Linked DNA regions of Sus scrofa: regions 2 and 3 are each linked to region 1. The links are chromatin contacts, called in public Hi-C and HiChIP or PLAC-seq maps. All regions are on one chromosome and are shown on one strand. Each heading gives the region's core, a stretch centred on a gene start, on an enhancer-like site or on the middle of the called end of the contact. The rest is flanking DNA. Distances are from core to core; before and after follow the strand shown.

What was found. A called contact is a pair of places that touch in the nucleus more often than the background predicts. HiChIP or PLAC-seq counts read pairs in DNA pulled down with a chosen protein or histone mark.
Region 2: a contact with region 1 is called in a Hi-C map of skeletal muscle, with 6 times the contacts expected there. The contact joins the enhancer-like site here to the promoter of SOCS1 in region 1. A contact is called at or near these places in 3 of 5 promoter capture datasets (fetal liver, fetal skeletal muscle and liver), 28 of 47 Hi-C or Micro-C datasets (alveolar macrophages, blood, brain and 14 more) and 2 of 2 datasets of contacts at active chromatin or transcription factors (alveolar macrophages and skeletal muscle).
Region 3: an H3K27ac HiChIP or PLAC-seq map of skeletal muscle shows a contact between it and region 1, with 6 times the contacts expected there. The contact joins the enhancer-like site here to the promoter of SOCS1 in region 1. A contact is called at or near these places in 2 of 5 promoter capture datasets (fetal skeletal muscle and liver), 3 of 47 Hi-C or Micro-C datasets (fetal heart ventricle, heart right ventricle and subcutaneous adipose tissue) and 2 of 2 datasets of contacts at active chromatin or transcription factors (alveolar macrophages and skeletal muscle).

The regions. Positions count from the first base shown.
Region 1 is chr3:31,879,086-31,883,710 of Sscrofa11.1, forward strand. SOCS1 (suppressor of cytokine signaling 1) reads left to right here and starts at 2,806. Exons shown (of 1, transcript NM_001204768.1): 1 at 2,806-3,637. The coding sequence starts at 2,859. The coding sequence ends at 3,521.
Region 2 is chr3:32,116,623-32,121,247 of Sscrofa11.1, forward strand. CLEC16A (protein CLEC16A) reads right to left here. Exons shown (of 25, transcript XM_021086617.1): 9 at 3,374-3,427. Among named protein-coding and RNA genes, the nearest start is that of CLEC16A, 39 kb to the right of the region's middle. Within about 2 kb of position 2,654, at least 10 of the 83 cell types and tissues checked have an H3K27ac peak or open chromatin away from gene starts, as enhancers often do. A contact at or near this core is called in mesenteric adipose tissue, omental adipose tissue, retroperitoneal adipose tissue and 2 more, where this site is marked.
Region 3 is chr3:32,071,405-32,076,029 of Sscrofa11.1, forward strand. The region is part of intron 13 of CLEC16A (protein CLEC16A); the gene reads right to left. Among named protein-coding and RNA genes, the nearest start is that of CLEC16A, 85 kb to the right of the region's middle. Within about 2 kb of position 2,222, at least 15 of the 83 cell types and tissues checked have an H3K27ac peak or open chromatin away from gene starts, as enhancers often do. A contact at or near this core is called in skeletal muscle, where this site is marked.

The DNA of each region.
Region 1 (4,625 bases), core at 1,556-4,055:
GCTATTTATACATCTCCCTCTGCCCAGAGGCCTGCCAAGTAGACTGCTGGCAGGAAGACAAGTCATACAGGAGCCAGCCCAGCCTGGCTGCCTTCTCTGGGACTGGACCACCCACCCCCAGCTCAAAGGGAGAAGGAGGTGCTATGCCTCCCCACTGCCAGCATCCAGGGGCCATGAAACTCTCCTTCTACTCCCCCATGCCTTCTATGGCCTGCTCTCCTTGGGCTAGGGCTTCTAAAATAAAGCCAAATGTCTGTGGCTCCAATACGCTGCCACAGCCACAGCCAGCCGCTGATGGACAATAACAGCAACAGCAAACACCTCCTGAATGCTTATTATACACCAGGGGTTGTTCAAAGCACCTGACCCATTAGCACTCATTTAATCCCTGTACTTGGAGGGAGACAATATCATGACCTTCTTCATAGATGGAGACACCAAAGCAAAGGAGTTAATTACATGCTCAGGATCACAAGGACAGAAAGTTGCATAGTTGTAATTGGAAACCAGCTAGCCTGGGTCCAAAGTCCAGCTTTGAACCATTACTTTATATTTTGTCACTTACCACAAGGCGGCCCCATGCAGCTGGTCCTGAATGACCACAGCACCTGACCACTGGCACATGCATGGCTCTGCATCTTCTCACTCCCTTGCACCCAAGTGCACGTTCACACACACAACCCAGGGCACACACACACACACAACCACATCAATGACCAACACCAGCTGCTGTGAACATGAATTCAGGGAGCCAAGGGGGTTCTAAGCAAGCTGGTCCTGGGCCATCCCCTTGTGTTCACGAGGAAACACAGGGGGGCTGGGTTCAGGGATGACAAGCGCCGAGGCTGGAGGACCTGCCACCAGGGCTCCAAGCAGAGGAGCGAGCTGGGCTGCAGCCTGAGAGCTGCCTGTAGAGGGCAGTGTGCAGCCAGGGTCGGCCAAGCCTGGTGTCCTCCGCGTGATGCCTCCTGGCTCTGAGACGCACCACCCACCAGCCTCAAAGCTCATTCGCTCTTTCTTTCATTCAAAAATACAAATAGCAGCCAGGCACCTATTCCGTGCCTTTCCAGGACAAACAGGATCACACACAAATGTACGAATCACAACTGGTACCCCGTCATCCCAAAGCCGAGGTGCGAGTGTGGGAAGGGAGCAGACGCGAGCAGTGGGGAGGCAACAGTAAAGTAGACGAGGGGGAAGAGGAGGGCTGGCCAGGAAAACTCACAGCAGGTTTTTGGAATTAACACATCTGAAAATGAACCGTTTTTTCACTGGGCTCCAGAGTGCCTAGCTGCTCCTCTCCCCGAAATAAAAGCAAGGAGGGCGTGCCTCCTTCGGAGCTCCCCCTCCACCAGTCACTGAGCCTCAGTTTCTCCGGCTGCGGCGTAGTAGAGCGCCGGCCAAGGCCACCGGCAACCGACCTTGCCCGGCCCCGCCCGGTTTCCGAGGAACTGTGTGAGCAGCGAAGGCGCCCCTCCCGCGCCGCCGAAGGGTTCCTCCGAAGCCTGTGGTCAGATCGTCGCTTCCTGGGAAGCCCAAGCCAAAACTGGGGACAGCAACAGGCAGGGAGGGGCGCAGAAGCAGCCATCTAGAGGCTCCGGCACTACGGGGCAGAGCAATGGCGAAAGCAGTCCGGAGGGGTCCCAAACGAGACCCCAAGGGCGGGTGGAGGTGTCTGGCTCCAGAGTAGAGGACCCAGATCTAGCCAAGGTGGGTGATGAGACACCTGATGGGGCAGAAGAATGTGCTAGGGTCAGTCCAAAGTATCCTTAAGGGGTTGGCTGCAGAAATCTGCGACCGAGAGCAGTGGCGGGGGCGGGGGAAGCTGGGCCACTAGGTCCGAAGGGGCGTCTGAGAACTGCCCAGGGAGCTCAGGGATGGGGCTGGAGACCTGAATAGAGGGGTCCTAGGACAGGTGCGAGGCTAGATCAGGACAGGGGGCCTCCCGGGGAAAGGTTCCCGGATTTGTGGCAAAGGTCGAGCGAGCCTGGCCTCCGAGGCGCGCACAAAAAGAAACCGAAAGTGGCGCGGAAGGGCGGGCCTGTAGTGGGGGGGGGGGTGTAGCCGTAGGGGGCGGGGCCTTCACTGACCACACCTCCAAGCCAGTTTAAAAGACTGGTGCAGGGGCGGGCGCGGAGCAGAGCGAGCTGCGGCCGTGGCAGCTGCACGGCTCCCGGCCCCGGAGCATGCACGAGAGCCGCCCCGGAGACCCCCGCCGCCCCGCCCGCGGCGCCCCGCGCCCCGCCGCCAGGTGAGCCCGGCACTGGGCAAGAAAGCGGGAGGGAAAGGGGAGGACGGCACAGGACAGCCAGGTTGCCAGGGCGGCCTCGGGCGCTGCGTGGTGGGGTCGCGGCCGCCACGCCCCTAGCCCCGGCTGGCTCCACCCTGGCAGACCCCCGCGCTTGGGGGTTCCCGCAACGCAGCTTTTCTGCCTTTGCGCAAATCTCGGAGTCGAGGCGCCAATCCCCGGCCTGGCCAGCAGGCGGCGGCCGTAGGGCGGCGAATGGGGAGCCGAGTGGCCGGAGTTGGGGCTGGTTTCTCCAAAGCACCTCTCTCCACGCCCCCCTCTCTTAACCAAACTTTGAGCGACTCCGAGCCCCACCGAGCTCCCAGCCGCGTGGAAGTACTCTGCGGACGGGGAAGCCCATTTTCTAGATGAGACCACTGAGGCTCAAAGGGCCGCCCCGACCTGGTCTTGCGCCCTCGACCCATTAGAAACGGATCCCCACCCCTCCTAAGTTGCCTCGCGGGTTCTCACCTGCCCAGCCCCACCCAGACTCCCCGCTCACTGACTGTCTCCCCCATCAGCGCACCCCCGGACGCTATGGCCCACCCCTCCGGCCGACCCCGCGTGTAGGATGGTAGCACACAACCAGGTGGCAGCCGACAATGCAATCTCCACGGCAGCAGAGCCCCGACGGCGGCCAGAGCATTCCTCCTCCTCCTCCTCCTCTTCATCTTCATCCTCCTCCTCCTCCTCACCCGGGGTCCCGGCGCGCCCGCGGCCCTGCCCGGCGGCCCCGGCTCCAGCCCCGGGCGACACGCACTTCCGCACGTTCCGCTCGCACGCCGACTACCGGCGCATCACCCGCGCCAGCGCGCTCCTCGACGCCTGCGGCTTCTACTGGGGGCCTCTGAGCGTGCACGGGGCGCACGAGCGGCTGCGCGCCGAGCCCGTGGGCACCTTCCTGGTGCGCGACAGCCGCCAGCGGAACTGCTTCTTCGCCCTCAGTGTGAAGATGGCTTCGGGCCCCACAAGCATCCGCGTGCACTTCCAGGCCGGCCGCTTCCACCTGGACGGCAGCCGCGAGAGCTTCGACTGCCTCTTCGAGCTGCTGGAGCACTACGTGGCGGCGCCGCGCCGCATGCTGGGGGCCCCGCTGCGCCAGCGCCGCGTGCGGCCGCTGCAGGAGCTGTGCCGCCAGCGCATTGTGGCTACCGTGGGCCGCGAGAACCTGGCGCGCATCCCCCTCAACCCCGTCCTCCGCGATTACTTGAGCTCCTTCCCCTTCCAGATATGATCGGCCGCGCCCGCCCTGCACGGAGCATTAACTGGGGCGCCTTATTATTTTCTATTATTAATTATTATTTCCTTGGAACCATGTGGGTTGGAGGGAGCGAGTGTGGGGGCGAGGCGCCTCCCGCCCTCGGCTGGAGACCCCTCCCGTAGACCCCTCCCCACCTCTTGTGGGGGTGCCCCCTCTTGGTGCTCCCTCTGGGTCCCCCTGGTTGTCCCCCTGGTAGTAGCTTAACTTAACTATCTGGGGCCAGGACCTGAACTCAGTACCTCCTACCTCTTCATGTTTACATATACCCAGTATCTTTGCACAAACCAGGGGTTGGGGGAGGGTCTCTGGCTTTATTTTTCTGCTGTGCAGAATCCTATTTTATATTTTTTACCACCAGTTTAGGTAATAAACTTTATTATGAAAGTTTTTTTTTTTTTTAAGAAAAAAGGTTTCTAGAGCGTGTGCTTTGGTCAAAGGTTTTCCATGATTCTGAGCGGGTCCCCGGGGTCCTAAGACTGACCTGTTCAGCTTGGCCAAAGGCCGTGTGGGGCCCAAGTTCTGGCTGGGAGCCCTGCATGGCTCTACCCACAGTGCTCAAGGGGAGAGGAACAGTTTGTCTAGTTTTGGTCTTGTCTCTGGTAACATGGCAGCTCGAGTTTGAGCACTTAATGTGTGCCAAGCCCTATTCTGTGCTTCACATGCTTAAATTGACTTAATCTATAAAGACAACCCTATGAAGCAAGGCTCTAATCCCCATCTTACAGAAGAGAACACTGAGGCATTTTAAATTTGCCTGTGGTCATCCCTATGGCCTTTTTTGGCTGTCCTCCCAGAAATCTGAAATGGATGACAGAGAGGAAACTTCTTTCATTCTATGACCACAACTTCTTCCAGGAAGAGGGTGGGGGTGGGGGCTCGATGAGTTTTTGGAAGGAGTGGCACATTCTGAAACTCAGTATCTAGGGAGACATAGTTTAAATGGGATGGGGATTCAGTGCTGGGTCTGACTTCCTTCTTCCCGCTCTCTTCTAACTCATGTACTTTTTGGTGAACACACAACTTGGAGCCAGAAAGACGCTTTGTGGTCTGTGGTGGAAGGAGGGCCCTTTTGGCGGC
Region 2 (4,625 bases), core at 1,404-3,903, 240 kb after region 1:
GGAAGTGCATTAAAGTGTGCGGGCCCTCGGCTCCTCCTCCTCCTCGATGAAGCAGCAATCCCAGGGATGCCGAATCCAAAGAACGGGTCACATTTAGGGGAAACCAATTATACTTTTCTCCTTCAACAGCTGGGCCCCCTCCGTTCAGACTATTTGGCTGGCTGCTCGGCGGCAGAGGGAAGTGCATTAAAGTGAGACTGTCCCTCACGGCTGGCTGCAGCCAAAGCCGCCTGAAGTGGGGCGACGTGGAAAAGGAGCGCCAAACCCGCACTCCTTCCTCTCCAAGGGCATTTTAGCGTCAAATCCGATTACGATAAGACTCGGAGGCATGGGCCCAATATTTCAGTTACACGGAAGAAGGGGCCGGCAAGCCTGGTTCCAATCAAGGACTTGGCAGAGGTTCGCTGCTCAGAGATGCCATCTCTGGAACGAGCTCTGACCTGTGCGGTGGGCTTCAGCACACCGGGACTCCAGGGCAGCACGGGCAGGGGTGAGAACTGTGGGGAGGAGAAGCTGCAGGAGCCAAAGAGACAGACCACATTGGGCCAGGAAGCAGCATCAGAAGGGCCGGCTGCTGAGATGGCCTGGCTGCCCCGGCCTGTTGCCGGAGGTTCAAAGGAATGGCTTGAGAATTCTGGGTACCGAAACTGCCTCGCAAAGCTGGCTCAGACACCCCTGGGCTTGTTTTAAAATGTGAAGGCCACACGGGTCCCGCAGCACAACGTGGGATGTGTTGACCGCTGGTACATCAACGGGGTATGCACACGTCTGTATTTGCTCATGTATATGGGGAACAGGGCTCCCCATCCTCAGCACTATTGTTGGGAATAATTCTTTGGGGGGGGGCTGTTCTGTGTATTGTGGGATATTTGGCAGCATTTATGGCCTCTACCCCCTGGATACTAGCTGCACCCCCTCCCCGCGTCATGACAAGCAGAATCGTCTTCAGGTACTAGCCAGTGTCCTTTGGAGGCGGGGTGACATCACCACCAGTTGAAAACCCCTGGCAGAGAACGTCTCTGGAAGGACAATGATAATTGTCTTTGGGGATAGAAATTGGGAGACTGAATATTTTTAAAATATTGTAAACCAAAAAAAAAGGGAAAGGCAGAAACTAAAACACTGGCTGCCTCTGGGAGTGGGACCAGGGGTAAGAGGGCGATTTTCCCTCATGCTGTTTTGTACTGTTGGAGCAGAATGAACACATTGTGCCAAAAATAAATACAATTCAATTAAAGGTACAGGCAGAAAAACCAAATGTGGGACCTACCGAAAAAAACAGCACGGTGTTTTTAAAACATGGGGGAGACACTCACTGCCAATCATAGACTGTACAGTATGATCGAGCGGGTTAGCCCAGGCCCAGGGCGGGCCTTCAAGCAACAGTGATCATACTGATGACAAAGGAATTCAGTCCACAAACACTCAGTGGGCATCTATCTACTAAGCCCACCCGACAGAGGCCAGGGTGGACATGCATGGTGCCATTCCTGCGCTATGGATGGGGAAGGCTGGGAGTGGTGGAGCCGACAGTCACAAGGTACGTGGAAGCGTGTGTGGGCCAGACTCAAAAGAGCTGGGCCAGGAGTTCCCATGGTGCCTCAGCAGTGACCAATCCAAACAAGTATCCATGAGGACGCAGGTTCGATCCCTGGCTCGCTCAGTGGGTTAAGGATCCGGCATTGCTGTGAGCTGTGGTGTAGGTTGCAGACCTGGCTCAGATCCCGTGTGGCTGTGGCTGTGGTGTAGACTGGTGGCTACAGCTCCAATTCAACCTCTAACCTGGGAACCTCCATATGCCTCGGGTGCAGCCCTAAAAAGGACCCCCCCCAAAAATAAAAGGACAAAAAAGACTGGGCCATCCTGTTTGTGTCACAAGAGGTTCAGTGTTAGTTGGAGAGCGTCCCTCACACTGAGTTAACGTCATCAATGTAAATTTTCCTGGTTTAGTAGTGATGCTTATAAAATAACTTCTGAGGATGTTCTGATGTAGAGCTTAAGCACCAGGATTTAGAACTGATTTGAGGTTTTTACATCCTCAGGCAACTGGCTAATAAAATCACAGGGAAACGCAGGGTGGGGAGCAAAGCTCCACTATGTGAGTTGGGACGCCAGAGACAGCGCTTCTGTGAGAGACCGAAACTAGCCCCTAGGTCCCTTACTAGGAAAGCAGGAAAAGGGGGTTCTCGGAGAAAAAGTGGGGCTGGCTCCGCGGGGTGCTCCAGCAGCTGAAGGGTCCTGAGGGCGGCCGATTGCCCCGGGGTTCCTGCAGCTGAGCATCTGGCCTGCGCGCATCCTGCCAGACTCCAGAATCCCAGGCAGGAGAGGCCAGTGGATCCGTAAGGAGGCGGTGGAAACAGCTGCCAGGAGGGGCTGGGCTCTGCACGGAGCTGGGCGCACAGAGGGGCATTCAGAGAGTCGGCACCAGCGCACAGCCCCGAGCAAACAGAGCCGCAGGGACAAGACCTGGGTGATGGGGAAGTGGCCACGCAACGGTCCCAGTTGGCCTGGCCGCCAGGAGGAGGCCGAGTCAGCATCTCTCTTCTCAGGGCAATGGCAGACAGCCCTCCTCGGACTCGAAATGGCCCACAGACCAAGTGAGAAGGCCATTCGCTCAGCAAAGCCAATAAATACCCAGGCCACAGCAGAAGTGGGAACAGAACTCGGGTCAAATGTCTGACTACTTGACAGTCTAATGAGATGGCCTGAGAGTCTGGACTGCTCGTAATAAAAATATTTTTAAAGTTATGTAACTGGGTCACCATGGAGTTTTTCCCTTCTTGTAAATATTACATAATTACGAGAAGGAAACACACTTGTTTAAGAGGGGGAGGCAGACAAATTGGCTCAAGACACACATCTGGGGACTGAGGCTGCTATAAGATACCTTCCAGAAGGTAACCTCGGAACTAAAACCACCATAAAAGCCTTGAAGAGCGGCCTCGTGGATGGAAGTTTGTGAAGGCACAGTTGCTGTGCACTTACACGTCGGGGCCTGCGGTTCGGGGTTTCGGTCAAAATGGCCGAAAACAGGACCCGCGCGGGCGACGTTTCCAGGGTGTTCAGAACGCTCCTTGGCGGTTTCGGAAACCTCAGTCCCCACAGTAAAAACCAAGTACATATGTGCCAGGCTTGATTTATTGTTCACTTCTCTTCACACTTCCAAGCACGACCACGAAAAAATACAAAGCGCCTCCAGCAGTGTCTGGAAAATGGACCCCCTTTTCCCTGTCTTGTTATTTTATTTCAAGGTGGGGACATGGAGAGAGAAGACAGGGCAAAGTGGCCTGGGAAATTTCCGCAAGGCAGCAGCCCCCCACCCCGGACCCCACGTCACCATGTGGTTGGGACACGGGCGATAGGGCAAACATACCTGTGACAGAAGGTACAGGGAAACGGGCAGGCTGATTTTTGGCCGTTCTCCTCCCTGGTGACGGGTGGGGAAGAGACAGAGAGAGGGCTCGGTCACGCACGGAGGGTACAGAAGCCATGCATCTGAAGGAGCGACGCCCAGCACCTCCCCCCCTTCCTCCAAGACCCCCGGCTCTTCTTCTCTTGGTGGCAGAGTCCGCCCTGCAAAGGAGACGCGCAACCTAATCCCATCCGACGCCATCCACGAGGCCGCTCTGCTTCCACCTGAGAAAGCCTGCACCCTCAGTCATGGACTAGACGCTGACCGTGGTCCAGAGAAGAACCAGGTCCTAGATTACCCAGAGGGTTAATTTCCCCCAGCTTGGCCCCAGCGCTGGTGGGAGAGGCCCCAGGCCCACCCTCAGGAAGGCGGGGGTGGGAGAGGCTGGGGCCCCTGGTCTCAGGGGTCCCCGGTCTCAGGAGGCCCCTCATCTGTACGGGCGTCACGAGCTCCACCTCGCGCCAGCCCTGAGAGGACCTTCAGGACACTGTTTGCTCCGGGGAGATGACTGCCTTTTGCCGGTGGCAGAGCGGGGAGAGGGAAGAGGCCGTGTGAACTCAGGTCTGAAAGCTCCCGTCCCCATGCTCTCCCTCTGTCTCCAGAGCTGCCTTGGGGAGATCGCATGAGGGTTACAACTTTCTTTTCTCGCTGATTTCAACAGGAATCCCCATGTGCCACCTCCACAAAGAAAGCTCTACCCCCGTGGGTCGCGTGTAACAGGCCGGGGCCCCTGCAGTGACCAGCTGGTTCTGCCCCTGAACCTGGGGAGGTGCTGGCGGAGGGTCTCCCTCCCTGAAGTGGCATTTCTCGCAGAGGGGACCATGAGCCACCAGCTCAGACTCGCCTGGCGGGGTGGGTTAAACATGCAGATCCTTGGCCCAGTCCAGATGCACATTGCCCGAGGCCCTGAGCGGAGGGAGGGCACCCAAGGACGAGCACTTCCACAGCCCTCTCCCCGCGAGCCGACTGGGCACAGTCCCTGCCCCGGGCCCTTCTCCTAGGTGACTGTCCATCTTGGGCGAGTTCGGTGGCTGCATCTTCTCCAAGGCAATGAACTCTGGTGGCGACACAAGAAACTCCGCCACCAGGGATGAGAATACCTCAACAGGAGGACTCACAGAAACCAAAACCCTAAATCTGTGGAGGTTTCCTGTTTCCTTCTGATTTCAGTAGTCTTTTCTCATTCATTCACAGTCCACGCACACGCACTCAC
Region 3 (4,625 bases), core at 972-3,471, 190 kb after region 1:
CAAGCATCGCCAGCTTTGGAAAACTAGAGACCAACTATTTCGAAAGCTGACCAGATGTTGGGCCAATTTCCAGTGTACTTCCAGTTCTGATTATGTGTCAGTCAAGACCCAAAGTGCTATTTTTGCCAGTCTCTGCACGGAGAAAGCCCCCCTTTTCCTCATTACCTTTTGGCCTTTCCCATACCTCTCATCCATGTTCCAGTAACTTCTCAGCAAAACAAAAAACGCAAAAAGCCCAAGATTCCTGTTGCGTAAGCAATGATAAGTGAAAGGGGCAGGTGAGTGGGCGGGAACCCTTAAGAAGACAAAGTGGCAAAACTCACCCCCCTGCCCCGGGCCGGGGCCCGCAGACCTGACAAAGGCGAGGAGGCTGCATATGCACCTACAGACATGAACCAGGCTTCATGACGGGGCCCAAGTGAATCACAACGAGCGCCTTCCTCCCACCGGTCAACCCTTTCCACTGTGGAATGTTCATTTCGGTGCAGCATCTAATCCAATATGATTTACTGGAAGGCCTGAACTGACGTTTGGTTTTTATTAACATTGCTTTTATGTTAAAATTGTCTTATGATGAAAAAATATCGGAAAGAGACCATTTCATGAGGAGCCCTGCTTGGAGGGCACGTATCTGGAAACGAGGGGCTGCAGGTTAAGTGCAGCAAACTGACTGCTGCCAAACCAGAACACCAACCAGCTGCTCCCCCCACCCCCCGCTGCCCCCTCACCAAAGACAGACCTGTACCCGCAGGCTATAAACCCAGCAGCATCGCCCCCACAAGGCAGTTTCCCCGGGGGTCCCGCAGGCACCTGGGCCTCGGGTGCTGAACTTGAGCTCCGCGGCCTGCTCCCCAAGTGTACTCCATAGCCCACATTCACTGGTTCTGGAAATGGGCCACCAGCCACACCTGGGCAGGAGCAGTGCCCTGGCATCGTTCCTCCCCTGGGGCCCCTCCCACCCAATCAGGCCACGTCCCCCACTCCCAGCCCCAGTCCTCCCCTGGTCTCATCTTAATCAATGGCCACACACAGCTGCCCAGGCGTCCCTTTCACTCAAGCCCCACATCCAGTCCGACAGCTCATCCTGGCTCTGTCTCCAAAATACATCGTAAAACCTTCCAATTTTCTCCATCCCCACGGCCAACATGTCATAATTCGACCCACATTATCCTTGCTGGGGCTACTGCAACAGCTTCCTAACAAGCATCCCAGCTTTCCCCCTTGCAACTCACTCCCTCAGTGGCCAGAGCAATCTTCCAAGAACGTCCATCTGATCGTGTCAATCTCCCACTTAAAAATCCTTTCGGTGTTCCCCGCTGCACTTGGGATAAAATCTAAATTCCTTTCTGCGGCCTTCAAGGCCCCTTACGATCTGGTCCCTGCCCACCTGGTCCACCTTACCTTGATCTGCTTTCTGCTCCTCAAACCTGTAAGCTTTTTCCTACCTCAGGGCCTTTGCATATGCTGTTCCTTTTACCTGGAGCACTCCTGCCCCAGACCTTTGCAGAGCTGACTCCTTCTCGCTCTTCAGGCCTCAGTTCTGATGTTCATTCCTCAGAGAAGCTTTCCCGGATCATGTTAGCTGGTGACCCCTGTACCACCACCCCTGGTTCACTCCACAATCACAAATCATACACACACACACACACACACACACACACACACGAAAAGTCTTTCTTTCAAGTTGTTCCCGTCATGGCACAGAGGAAATGAATCCGACTAGGAATCATGAGGTTTCGGGTTCAATCCCTGGCCTTGCTCAGTGGGTTAAGGATCCGGCATTGCTGTGAGCTGTGGTGTAGGTCACAGGTGTGGCTCGGATCTGGTGTTGCTGTGGCTGTGGTGTAGGCCGTGCGGCTGAAGCTTCGATTCCATCCCTAGACTGGGAACATCCATTCGGCCCTAAAAAGAAAAACAACAACAACAACGAAAAAACGCCCGTCATGCTGCCTTCACCTCCCTCCACAGCAGCCACACTCGCTGGTTCACCACTGTGTTCTCCATAAGAACCACAGGGCCTGGTGTCTAAGAAGGGCTTCAGAAGTATTCGTCAGAAGGGACAGTGAATAAGTAAATAAAAGCATTTGCAAGCAACAGAAGAAGGAATTAAATTCCTCTGAATCCAGAGTCCCACTCTTTTAGGAAGACAGAGACGGAGGCCCCCAGCAGGGCTCAGTGGGGTGGTCTCCCCAGCCACCACACGGACCAAGGAGTGAAGGAGCGTGGGGTGCGAGCCACCACTTCTCTGCTCCCCAACACATGGAGGGGCTCCCAGAAGGAAGCCCGTCAGGGAAGCCAGCAACCTGTAAGGCAAAGAGCTCGCCCACGAGCCCCCAGCCTTCGGGAGCCCGGCACCTCCGCCCACGGCGATAGCACCTTCCCTGCGGAGCCCCTGTGAAGGGAAGGACGGGCAGCGCGGGCGCGGGGTGGGGGATGGGCTGCCACACAGCTGAGAGGCACTCAGCCAGCAAACTTCGGCCGAGTGCTGACCGGCTGCCAGACGCTGAGCCCAGCTCTGCAGGAGGCTGTCGGCAGAGATACGGAGACCAAGCTGCCCAGCATGGGAGGGAAACCATGCAGAGCAAGAGCAGTATAAAAAAGTGTCATGGGAACTTCATGGAAATTAAAAGCATCTGCTCTCCCAAGAGCAGTGGCAAGAAAATGGAAAGACCAGCCACAGCCTGGGAGGAAATCTTTGCAAAACACATCTGATAAAGGACTTGTGTCCGGAATATAAAGAACTCCTGAAACGCAACAATAAGAAATGGACAATCTATTAAAAAATGGGCACAGGATATGAAAAGACACTTCACCAAAGAAGACATGCAGGTGGCAGAGTAAGCACTAGAAAAGCTGCCAAACACCATTAGATACTAGGGAAATGCAAATTAAAATCACAAAAAGAGAGGAGTTCCCACTGTGGCGCAATGCACTGGCTGTGTCTCTGCAGCGCCAGGACTCAGGATCAAATCCCAGGCCTGGCACAGTGGGTTAAAGGAGCCGGCGTTGCCGCAGCTATAGCGTAAGTCACAACTGTGGCATGGATTCGTTCCCTGGCCCGGGAACTCCCTATGCTACGGAGCGGCCAAAAAAGAAAAAAAAAAAAATCACAAAAAGACACCACCCTATCTATACCTGTTAAAATGAGTAAACTACAAAAAGTGGCCATGCCCACTACTGGTGAGGGTGTGAAGACGCTGCAACTACATGGGTGGTGGGATGTGAGGTTATACAGCCGCTGTGGAAGCCAGTTTGGCAGGTGCCGAAGAACAAATATACACCTAACATAGATTCAGTTACTCTACTCCTCAGTATTTAGCCATGAAAATGGAAACACATGTCCATACAAAGACTTACACACAAATGTTCATGGCAGCTTTGTTTACGATGGTCACAAATTGGAAACAACCCAAATGTCCACTAACAGCTGAATGGGGAGCAGGGAGAGTTCCCTGGTGGTCTCGTGGTTAGGATTCGGTGCTTTCACCACTGAGGCCTGAGGTCGATCCCTGGGCTGGGAACTGAGATCCCACAGGAAGCTGCTGCTTGCCATGGCCAAACAGCAAAACAGAGGAGTGGGTAAGCAAATTGTGGTACATTCATATTCCTACAGAGGAAAACTACTCAACAGTAAGAGGAAAGGAACCACAGATGGTTACGACACGGAAGAATCGCAAAACAATTATGCAGACGGAAAGAAGTCATACAAAAAGAGAGTATAGATTTTGCAATTCTATTTACATAAAATTCTAGCAAGTGCAAACTAATCTACAGAGACAGGGAGCAGTTCAGTGCTGCCCAGGGAGAAGGGTGGGAGAAGAGAGGGACAGGAGGGTGACAAAGGGGCAGGAGAAAACATTTGGGGTGAAGGACGTGAACGCTGTCTTGACTGTGGTGATGGTTCCATGGTGTGTTTGTGCCTCAAAACTTATCAAACTGTATACTTTACGTACGTGCAGTTCACTGCTTATCAATTACACCTCAATACAACTTCTTTTTTAGGTGGTATAGCTTCCAGGAGTTCCCTTCACGGCTCAGTGGTTAACGAACCCAACTAGGAACCATGAGGTTGTAGGTTTGATCCCTGGCCTCGCTCAGTGGGATAAGGATCCGGTGTTGCCGTGAGCTGTGGTGTAGGTCGCAGATGCGGCTCGGATCCCGAGTTGCTGTGGCTCTGGTGTAGGCCAGCAGCTGCAGCTCCGATTCAACCCCTAGCCTGGGAACCTCCATATGCCACAAGTACAGCCCTAAAGAGCAAAAAAAAAAAAAAAAAAAAGTATAACACCTTCCAGCCAGGAGGGATTGGATCTACCCTCCTGATTCAAGCAACTAGAAAAGTAGGCAAACCATATAAAACAATGGTTATGAGGCACTGGACCAGACAACAGGCAACACGGGAGAGTGACCCTGAGAGAGGGCAAACAAAAGCAAGGGCCCAGGGATTGCCCCAGGTCACAGTCACGAAGCCCAGTTTCTCTGAGATGAAGGCAGAGGCTTCAGCTCAGAAAGGCCAAATGGCCAGAATCCATAGGCGTGAGGACCGGGGAGGAGGGAGCTGCCCAGATCTGCAGCGAGTTCCTTCTTAGGCTTCGGCTAAGTTCTGCGCTGTGGGGAAAGCAAAAGGC